Linked DNA regions of Mus musculus: all the other regions are linked to region 1. Evidence: chromatin contacts called from public HiChIP or PLAC-seq and promoter capture Hi-C data. All regions are on one chromosome and are shown on one strand. Each heading gives the region's core, a stretch centred on a gene start, on an enhancer-like site or on the middle of the called end of the contact. The rest is flanking DNA. Distances are from core to core; before and after follow the strand shown.

What was found. HiChIP or PLAC-seq counts read pairs in DNA pulled down with a chosen protein or histone mark. Capture Hi-C pulls out chosen DNA fragments and counts their contacts.
Region 2: a promoter capture Hi-C map of pancreatic islet shows a contact between it and region 1. The contact joins the promoter of Etfa here to the promoter of Tmem266 in region 1. A contact is called at or near these places in 4 of 484 Hi-C or Micro-C datasets (embryonic stem cells and liver) and 2 of 9 other capture datasets (liver and pancreatic islet).
Region 3: a contact with region 1 is called in an H3K4me3 HiChIP or PLAC-seq map of bone marrow-derived macrophages, with 3 times the contacts expected there. The contact joins the enhancer-like site here to the promoter of Tmem266 in region 1. A contact is called at or near these places in 5 of 39 promoter capture datasets (the C10 cell line, hippocampal neurons, liver and 2 more), 3 of 15 datasets of contacts at CTCF or cohesin (CD8 T cells, embryonic stem cells and large pre-B cells), 19 of 484 Hi-C or Micro-C datasets (ECoMG myeloid progenitors, bone marrow, bone marrow-derived macrophages and 5 more), 5 of 115 datasets of contacts at active chromatin or transcription factors (bone marrow-derived macrophages, embryonic stem cells and stem cell-derived neural progenitor cells) and 5 of 9 other capture datasets (adipose tissue, embryonic stem cells, liver and 2 more).

The regions. Positions count from the first base shown.
Region 1 is chr9:55,325,659-55,328,167 of GRCm38.p6, forward strand. It overlaps Tmem266 (transmembrane protein 266), which reads left to right and starts at 1,255. Exons shown (of 11, transcript NM_172923.4): 1 at 1,255-1,342.
Region 2 is chr9:55,510,986-55,513,494 of GRCm38.p6, forward strand. Etfa (electron transferring flavoprotein, alpha polypeptide) reads right to left here and starts at 1,258. Exons shown (of 12, transcript NM_145615.4): 1 at 1,046-1,258. The coding sequence starts at 1,084.
Region 3 is chr9:55,169,722-55,172,230 of GRCm38.p6, forward strand. All of the region lies in intron 3 of Ube2q2 (ubiquitin-conjugating enzyme E2Q family member 2), which reads left to right. Among named protein-coding and RNA genes, the nearest start is that of Ube2q2, 22 kb to the left of the region's middle. Within about 2 kb of position 1,255, at least 41 of the 459 cell types and tissues checked have an H3K27ac peak or open chromatin away from gene starts, as enhancers often do. A contact at or near this core is called in adipose tissue, bone marrow-derived macrophages and macrophages, where this site is marked.

The sequences.
Region 1 (2,509 bases), core at 5-2,504:
TGCTGTTCAAAGCCCTTAAGGAAACTTAAGTGTAGTTCTACTAAATGGGGGGTCACGGGGAGGTAGTATGGAGGGAGGACAGCATTTCTACTTTCCAGTCTATTTATGCCTAGAACCAGTAGGGGGAAATCCTGTCAAGCCAAATAACTTCTACAACTGTTTTCTCCAAGGACCCCCTGCCCCCCGAAATTAGACATTACAGATGGTTAAGAAATGTTGGTAGGTGAGGACTAAACAAAGACATACTTTTCCATGTACATTCCTTGTCTAGACATTTCTGTATCTATTAAAAAACCGATCCGAGCCCTTCAGGCGGTTCTATGTATGGTCTGGGTTTTAAAGCTTTCAATTCTAATTTCTACCGTTTTGCTAGTGGAAGAGAAGGCAAGAAAGTCGCAGGCGTTCCTGAAGGCCACGTGAACCTAACCAAATAGTGATTATTCTGGAGGGGAAGCCAATGGGGGAGAACCCCAAAGTCACTCAGGAACTTTGTGCCCTAGAGAAAGAAGGGTTTCCGATCTTTAAAGTATCTAACATAAGAAGGCCAAAACCCCAAAGGAAAGCGGCTATTTTTAAAAAACTGTTTTTAAAAACTGTTCACAGCAGTAAGCTTTTTTTTTTTTTCCTTTTCACACGTGAGGCTTTTTTTTTTTTTTTTTAAACCCCCAGATTGCTCAGTCACTCTGTCTACTCTAGGCATTCTCAATCGGGACAGGCGCTTCAAGGGCAGAAAACTCTTCATTTACAATACATGACCAACACGCACAGTGTATCTGTCACGTGAGAATGTGATGGGGACCACCGAGGGGTGGGCAATGCCTTCAAAGGCTCCTTGGGGCAATGCACACACCAGGGGCGGCAGGCAGAAACCTCGGAGGACACTGCGCGCCGCTACTCACAGCACAGTGTGTGAAAACGCACCCAGGGCGGTACCGTGGGACCGCAGGCGCCCGCCCGCCCTCGGCCGCACCAGCCAGCCTCCGCTTCGAGCTCCTGCCCCCTGTCACCCGCGCCACGAGGCCCGCTTGCCCTTCGCCGGGGGTGACTGCCCACACGCGGCCCCCGCTGGTCGCAGTTTCCTAGACAGCCGCGCGGCCCCTCTGCAGCCTCCGGAACGCGCGAGCGGGAGCGGGAGCGGGCAGCGAGAGCGCAGGCGCGGGCCCGGGAGAGCCGCCGTCCCGAAAGCGCGTGCGCGCGCGCTCGAGCGGGGTGGGCGGAGGGGCGGAGGGAGCGGCGGGGCCGCGAGGGGGCGGGGGGGTGGGGGGGCGGAGAGGGGAGCCCCGGGAGCGGGAGCGCGGGCCCGGCGCTGCAGAGCAGAGCGAATCCTGAGCTCCGGCAGCAGGTACGTGTTCTTGCAGCCGGCAGCCGCCGGGGCTTCCCCGGCTGTGGCCCGGGCGGGCGGGTGAGGGAGGCAAAGGTAGGGGCCGGATCGTGGTTTGCAGGGTGACTGCCCTGGAGGACTAGGATCCTGCAGCTGACCTTCATGTCCCGGGCTGGGGAGCCGGACGACCATCCTCTGGGGAGCACGGGGTCTTCAGATCCAGACTGGGGATCTGCTTGTCACATGCTTCTTATTTATTTTTGCAAACTGTCCTGGTTCGGGTCCAGCTGCGGATGCCTTCCCTCCTATTCTTTGCCTCTGTGTGCCATCTTGCATTTATTAATAAAACATGAAAGCTGGGGGTGCGGGAGGTTTGCTTCTAAGGGGAATCCCATTGCAGTATAGCAAGTGGACGCCTATTTTCGGTTTTCAGACGTGGTGTAGAGGTGGAAATCCCACACCCTAGGGGTTTGTGGCTTTGCTGGTCGTGACCACTTCCTAGTGGGCTTCCCCGGTTTGTCGCTAGGTGCCCCAGCGGCAGGATGGACGGTCTGGAAAGGATGGAGGGTTTCATGTCAGCCTGGCGTACTGTTCCGAGGACAGGTGCAGACAGTTCCCTGCTTGCTAACTTGCCAGGGAGGTTTAAACCCAGGAAAGAAATTCTTTCTAAATTGTTAATAGGAGGCCTTGAATTGAGCATCTGAGTCTTGCTTACTCAGACTCATCGCGGTTTTGCATCTGAAGCCGATTAAAGCTAGCCACCTGTTGGAAGTCAGACCCCATACTCCATTCTGTTTCATAGTCACCAATACTGAAATAATGAGGTCCGTAAGACCCCATTCTATCCTCTTTAAATGTGTTGCCTGCCAATTCTTTCTTTTGAAATAAATTCTCATTTTTTCCATTATATAGTTTAGACTGAAATATGATTTACTTATATTCCATATACATACATCACCATATTCTAAGCACTGGGTTTCTCTTCAGGGTATATTATCTATTTCCCTAGCTTTAACTTGGCTGTGAAGAAGAGTGGGGAAAGTGGACTGTATGTAACTGCTCCCTATGGCCCTCCCCCAGGAATAATATAGTGAAAAGAACAGAAAGAGCCGGAAGCACAAAATGAAAATGACTCGCAAGCTGTGGGGGTCCAGCAGCTGGACTGTGGTACCACATTAAACCAGGAGA
Region 2 (2,509 bases), core at 8-2,507, 190 kb after region 1:
TCGCAAGTTCTGTATAGATCTTCAAGTCAGGTACTGCTGCTTGGAAACCGCCCCTCCCCCCCAAAAGCCATGGCCTTCACTTGCTTACTGATTCTTTTATTATAGAAAGGAGGTTAAAAAAATCTCGTGGGAGAAAGATGGGCTAGGATCCTGAACGATGTGTTTTAACTTTTTTTTTAACAAGGAGTGGCAACATTCAAAGTGGGGGGGGGGGAGTCTTCAAACTTCCAAGAAGCCCATAAGTTGTATCCCAGACAGAAAAAAATCTCAGTGGTGATTGGGGTAAAAGGCACTAAAATAAAAAGTACGTATAAAAGTTACAAAACGTCTGCATAACTTGCAGGCCAAGGCTGCTGATATTGCTTCTCTAGCAATCTTAATGTAAATTAGAAAAATCTACAAGCTCCTTAAATTATTGCCTTGGAACTGGTCAGCCTTCAACTGCTATTCCCTTACAGCACCCCGACAAGAAAGAAAAAAAAAGTTTTGTTTTGTTTTTTCAAGTCCTCGAAAAACAGACAAATGGTAAACTTTGTCACCACGGAAAAAGTCCCCACTACCAAGTTTCCAAGGCTACTGAGGCAACATCAGTCTGCGACTTCTCAGGACTGGATCCCAGGCGGGTACGTCCCAGCCCCTCCTCCACTCAGCCCGGTCTCACCAGCCCAGCCGCAGAGCACTCCGCCCCTGCCCTTGGCAGTGGGCGTCCAGGGCAGCCACAGGAGGCCTAGGTTTCGAACTCTTCCCCAAGAGGTTCCGCGGCGGCATCTGGCCCCTTTGGGGGGACGCAGCTCCCCTCCAGGCGAGAGAACCTAGTAGCCCCAGAGTGCCCCGCGAGAGTCAGGGCCGTGGGAACCCGGGTTGGGGCAGCGTGACCCGGAAGAGGTCAAGGGCGAAGGCTCCAGAACTTTGACCCGCGTCCCGGGCACTGCACCGACTGTCTACGCGGACGGTGGGAGTCGAGGGAGCCCGTGACCTTCGCCTGACAGGGTCAGCAGGCTGCGGCTCGGACGTCACCTGCTCGGCCCTCCCTGTCCGGACTCACCGCCCGCCGGAGCTGCCCAGGCGCCGCTGCTCGAAACATTGTCTCTGTTCTAGTCAGCCCCGCAGTACCCTCAGCCTCAGAGACCCGGAGCGCGCGGGAACCACCGCCGCCGCCACCGCCGCCGCCTCCTCTACCAGAGACCCGAACGCTCGCGAGATGCGAGCACGAGAGCTGACAGCTTAGTCCTGGACTGCGGGGGCTCGCGCTTCCCGGGAGCCCATTGGGCAGCCACGCAGCCAATGAGGAAAGCGGAAAGTTAGAGGCGGGACTTGGGAGTAGGGCAAAGGTAAGGGTGTGCGCCGAGACGCTGGCATGCGCGCCACGCCCTCCAGTTGCTTGGCTCTGTTCCCTGACGGTCTCGGACTTTCGTTGGTAACGTTGTCTGGACTAACTGCCCTGTTGTACGCAGCTTTCTTTCCACCCGCGAAGGGAACCCCCTCACTCCAGTCCTTTTCCACTCTCATTTACGCCCAGTGTCAGCGCTGCACGTGTAATGTGCCAACCAAATAGTCGCAGGTGAGGAGAATTGTAAACGTGCATTAATTAGGTGTCAGTCCTGGGGACCTTAGGAGACTCAAAACAAAACAAAACAAAAAGTTATTAATAAATAATATAAATAATTTATTTGCTACTTCCTGGGAAGGGTCTATTGAGTTGGCGATATTTGAGCTGGATTCTAGAAGGAAATGGAGATCGTACAAACTACACAGAAGGAGGCAGAATGGGATGGAGATGAACCACCCCAGCAGCCTAGGGCCAGGTTTGAGGTCCACCCAGATCTTCTCCATACTCTTCTCTGCCCTTAGTCAGACTCACTTCTATCCTCTGGCATCAGTGCCTGTGGCTGTTAAAATCTCTCTTGCTCTTTGGACCGACCAATCTACCTGCCTTCTGGGCTGCTCAGGATGTCCCAGAACTCAAGCCCTCTCAGGAGTGAATTGCACCTTTAAGAGCTAGCCCACAATAGTATTTCTTCACAATAATCTCTAGTCCCCTACAGTGAATATTTCTCTTCTTTACTCTCTTAGTTTTGTGAACCGAGTGAGAACCCATCTTATACAAGACCACGCTTGTGGAGGACTGGGACTGTGCCCACCTAAGCTGTTCGTGGGAGGGACAACTAGTATTCTGTTTACCATCACTTTCTTCTTCCAATAGAACTACCCCACTAGACTCAAATCTAAGTCCTATTGAAAAAAGAAAGAAGAGTAAGTAAAAATCAAAAGGAGTATTTTTATTTAAAAAATTTTTTAAATGAGATATGAACTACCTCCTTCCTGCCTCCATGATAAGGCAAAACACCAAAGAGGAGAGAATCCTCCCTCCTGCCATGAGATGTCTCGGGCACATCCTAGGCTCCAGCGAAGCAGCAGCAGCCATGCCCTGTAGAGGCACAGTGCCCACAGGGCATGATGGTTATGGGCAGAGCAGAGCCGGTACAAAGTAAAACACAGAAAATGGCCC
Region 3 (2,509 bases), core at 5-2,504, 160 kb before region 1:
TTGTTTGTTTTGGAGTTTATTAACTGGACTTTTCAATTTTGTTTTTACGTTTTGGAGACATGGTCTTGTACACTTTAGGCGCAGATTTCAAAAACCATATGTAGCTGAGGCTGATGGTTGTCTTTATCCTGAATGCTAGAATTACAGGCTGTATCGTCAATGCTGGGCTGCTTTTAGATTTTTAGACCTCTTGGTTTGAGTCTTTACATCTATTGTATTATATTCTTTTTCTTAATTTTATTTTATTTTTATTTGTATATGCGTGTGTGTGTGTTGGTATGAACGTTGGTGGCACTTTTATGGAGGTCAGAGAACAACTTGCAGGAATTGGTTCTCTCCACCATCTGAGTCCCAGGATCAAACCCAGGTGGTCAGGCTTGGCTACAGGCACCTTTATCCACTGAACCAACTTACCTTTTCTCTCTTTCTTTTAAAATTTTGCTGTACTGTCAACTTTTTTCTATTTCACACGGACAATAATAAGTTTTAAGGTTTTAAAAAATATGTGTATGAGTGTTTTGCCTACATGTATGTGCACCACATGCAACAGTAGAGAATCTTGGTAGTCCCTGGAAGTAGATGTTGTTAGCTGCCATTAGGTGCTAACAATCAAACAGTAGGCTTCTACAAGAGCAGCAAGTGCTCTTAACCACTGAGCCATCTCTTTAGCCCTGAAGTTTTGTTTTTATTGTATATGTTTACCCTATTTTCTCAGAACTTAATGGCTTAGAGCTGGATGTGGTGGCACACGGGAGGCTGAGGCCAGCCTGTCCTACAAATGAAGACTCAGTCTCAGAACCCCCAAACAGGCTGGGGATGGATGGTAGTACTCACCTTTAATCCTGGCACTTGAGAAGTAGAAACAGACGCATCTCTTGAATTTGGAGCCAGTCAAAGCTGTACTGTGAGACCCTGTCTCAAAAGATTAAAACAAAAAAATCTTAATGCCTTAAAATAGTAATTGTTGCGATTGGATGGATTAGTTAGGCTTAGCTGAGTATCTATTGGTTTCATTTGGTGACTGTTGTGTGCAGTCAGGTGCACACTCGCGATAGTATGGCTGTGGACAACTAGTGTGATCTTTATCTCGAACAGCTCTCAAGTGTTCACACATGGCTTCCTTTTTCCCCCACTCTTCATGTATCTGGCATCTTTAGTGTTTCTTTGCCTGGCATTTTTTCTGTACATGACATCATCCTGAAGGGCCTCTTCATAAGGCTTCTGTTTCCTCAGAATTTCAGTCAGAACTCTTCAAGGATACAAGAGGGGAAGTTGCTGGGCATTTTTTTTTTTCCAGGACAGGGTTGCTCTGAGTAGTAGCCCTTGCTGTTTGGCAACTCACTCTGTAGATCAGGCTGGCCTTGAACTCCTTTATCTACCAATGCCCAGCTTAAGTTGCTGGGCATTCTTAAGGCTTAAACCTGGAGCACGCCAGTGAGGGGTTTGTGAGCTGAATCATTCTCCAAGCCAGCGCAGGTTCACTGTGGGCTGTGAGTCCTAGGCTTTAAGCCTGGTGGTGTGATTCATCTGGAGGAGGGAGTCATGTCCAGTCTCGGAATGTGAGCCTGAGCTTAAGAGCTCTCTGATTGTCCCTTCTTCCTAGCATTCTGTACAGGTCATATAGATGTGGTAGAATCATAAACCAGCTTATTGTGGCACTTTGGCCTGTTTAGCATCTGTATTTTTTTATTTGCTATATATTTTCTCAGTTTCATCTTGTCTTGTATATATTGTAAAGCCTGTTCTCAAGTATTTTTGTGTCCTATCTTTACTCATTTGTATTTTGATGTTTTTTAAACATACCTTTCTTCATTTGTGCCAAATAAATGATGTGGAGTTCCTTGTAGCCAACACTTGTCACCTGATAGCTTTAGGGGGAGTTTATGTTGATTCCCAACCACTCTTCCCCCTACTTTTCCACTTGTTAGTACAGGGTAAAAGATGGCTCCAGTTTCTCTGCAGATGACATTTTGTCTGACAGATAATCTCCTGGGTTCTACTTAAGGAGGTGGGGAATGCAGAGCATTTGAGGGCTGTGTGGTGTGTGTTGCAGGCAGGCTTTTGGTTAGTCTGTAGGTTTCCATCCTGCCTGCTGCTCCTGTTGCAGTGTATTTGGTGTCTTGAGTCTGGAGCCTCTGAATTGAGGGTGCTTTTTGCAGATCTCTCCTTGGTCACTGCTGTCTCCTGACCTGTACTTGCACTTGTGAGCTTCACTGATCACAGCTCCTATTTACAGTCATCTAATGGAAATGGTGTTTTATTGCTCCTCATAAGTCCCTTTTGCTTTTCAAATTTTTGTATTTATAAAATGTTTATTCTTTTGTAATTTAGTGGAGCCTAAAGAAAGATGAGAAAAATGTTTAATTTTTCTAACTGTTCAGGTTTTATTTTCTAGAGGGTCCATGGTTTTGTTTTTTACTTACAATATATCCTGAACTTGAAGTCTGTCTTGTTTTTCCTGGGTGTAGATTGGACAACAGTGTAGATATCCAAGTTAATTTGTGAATTA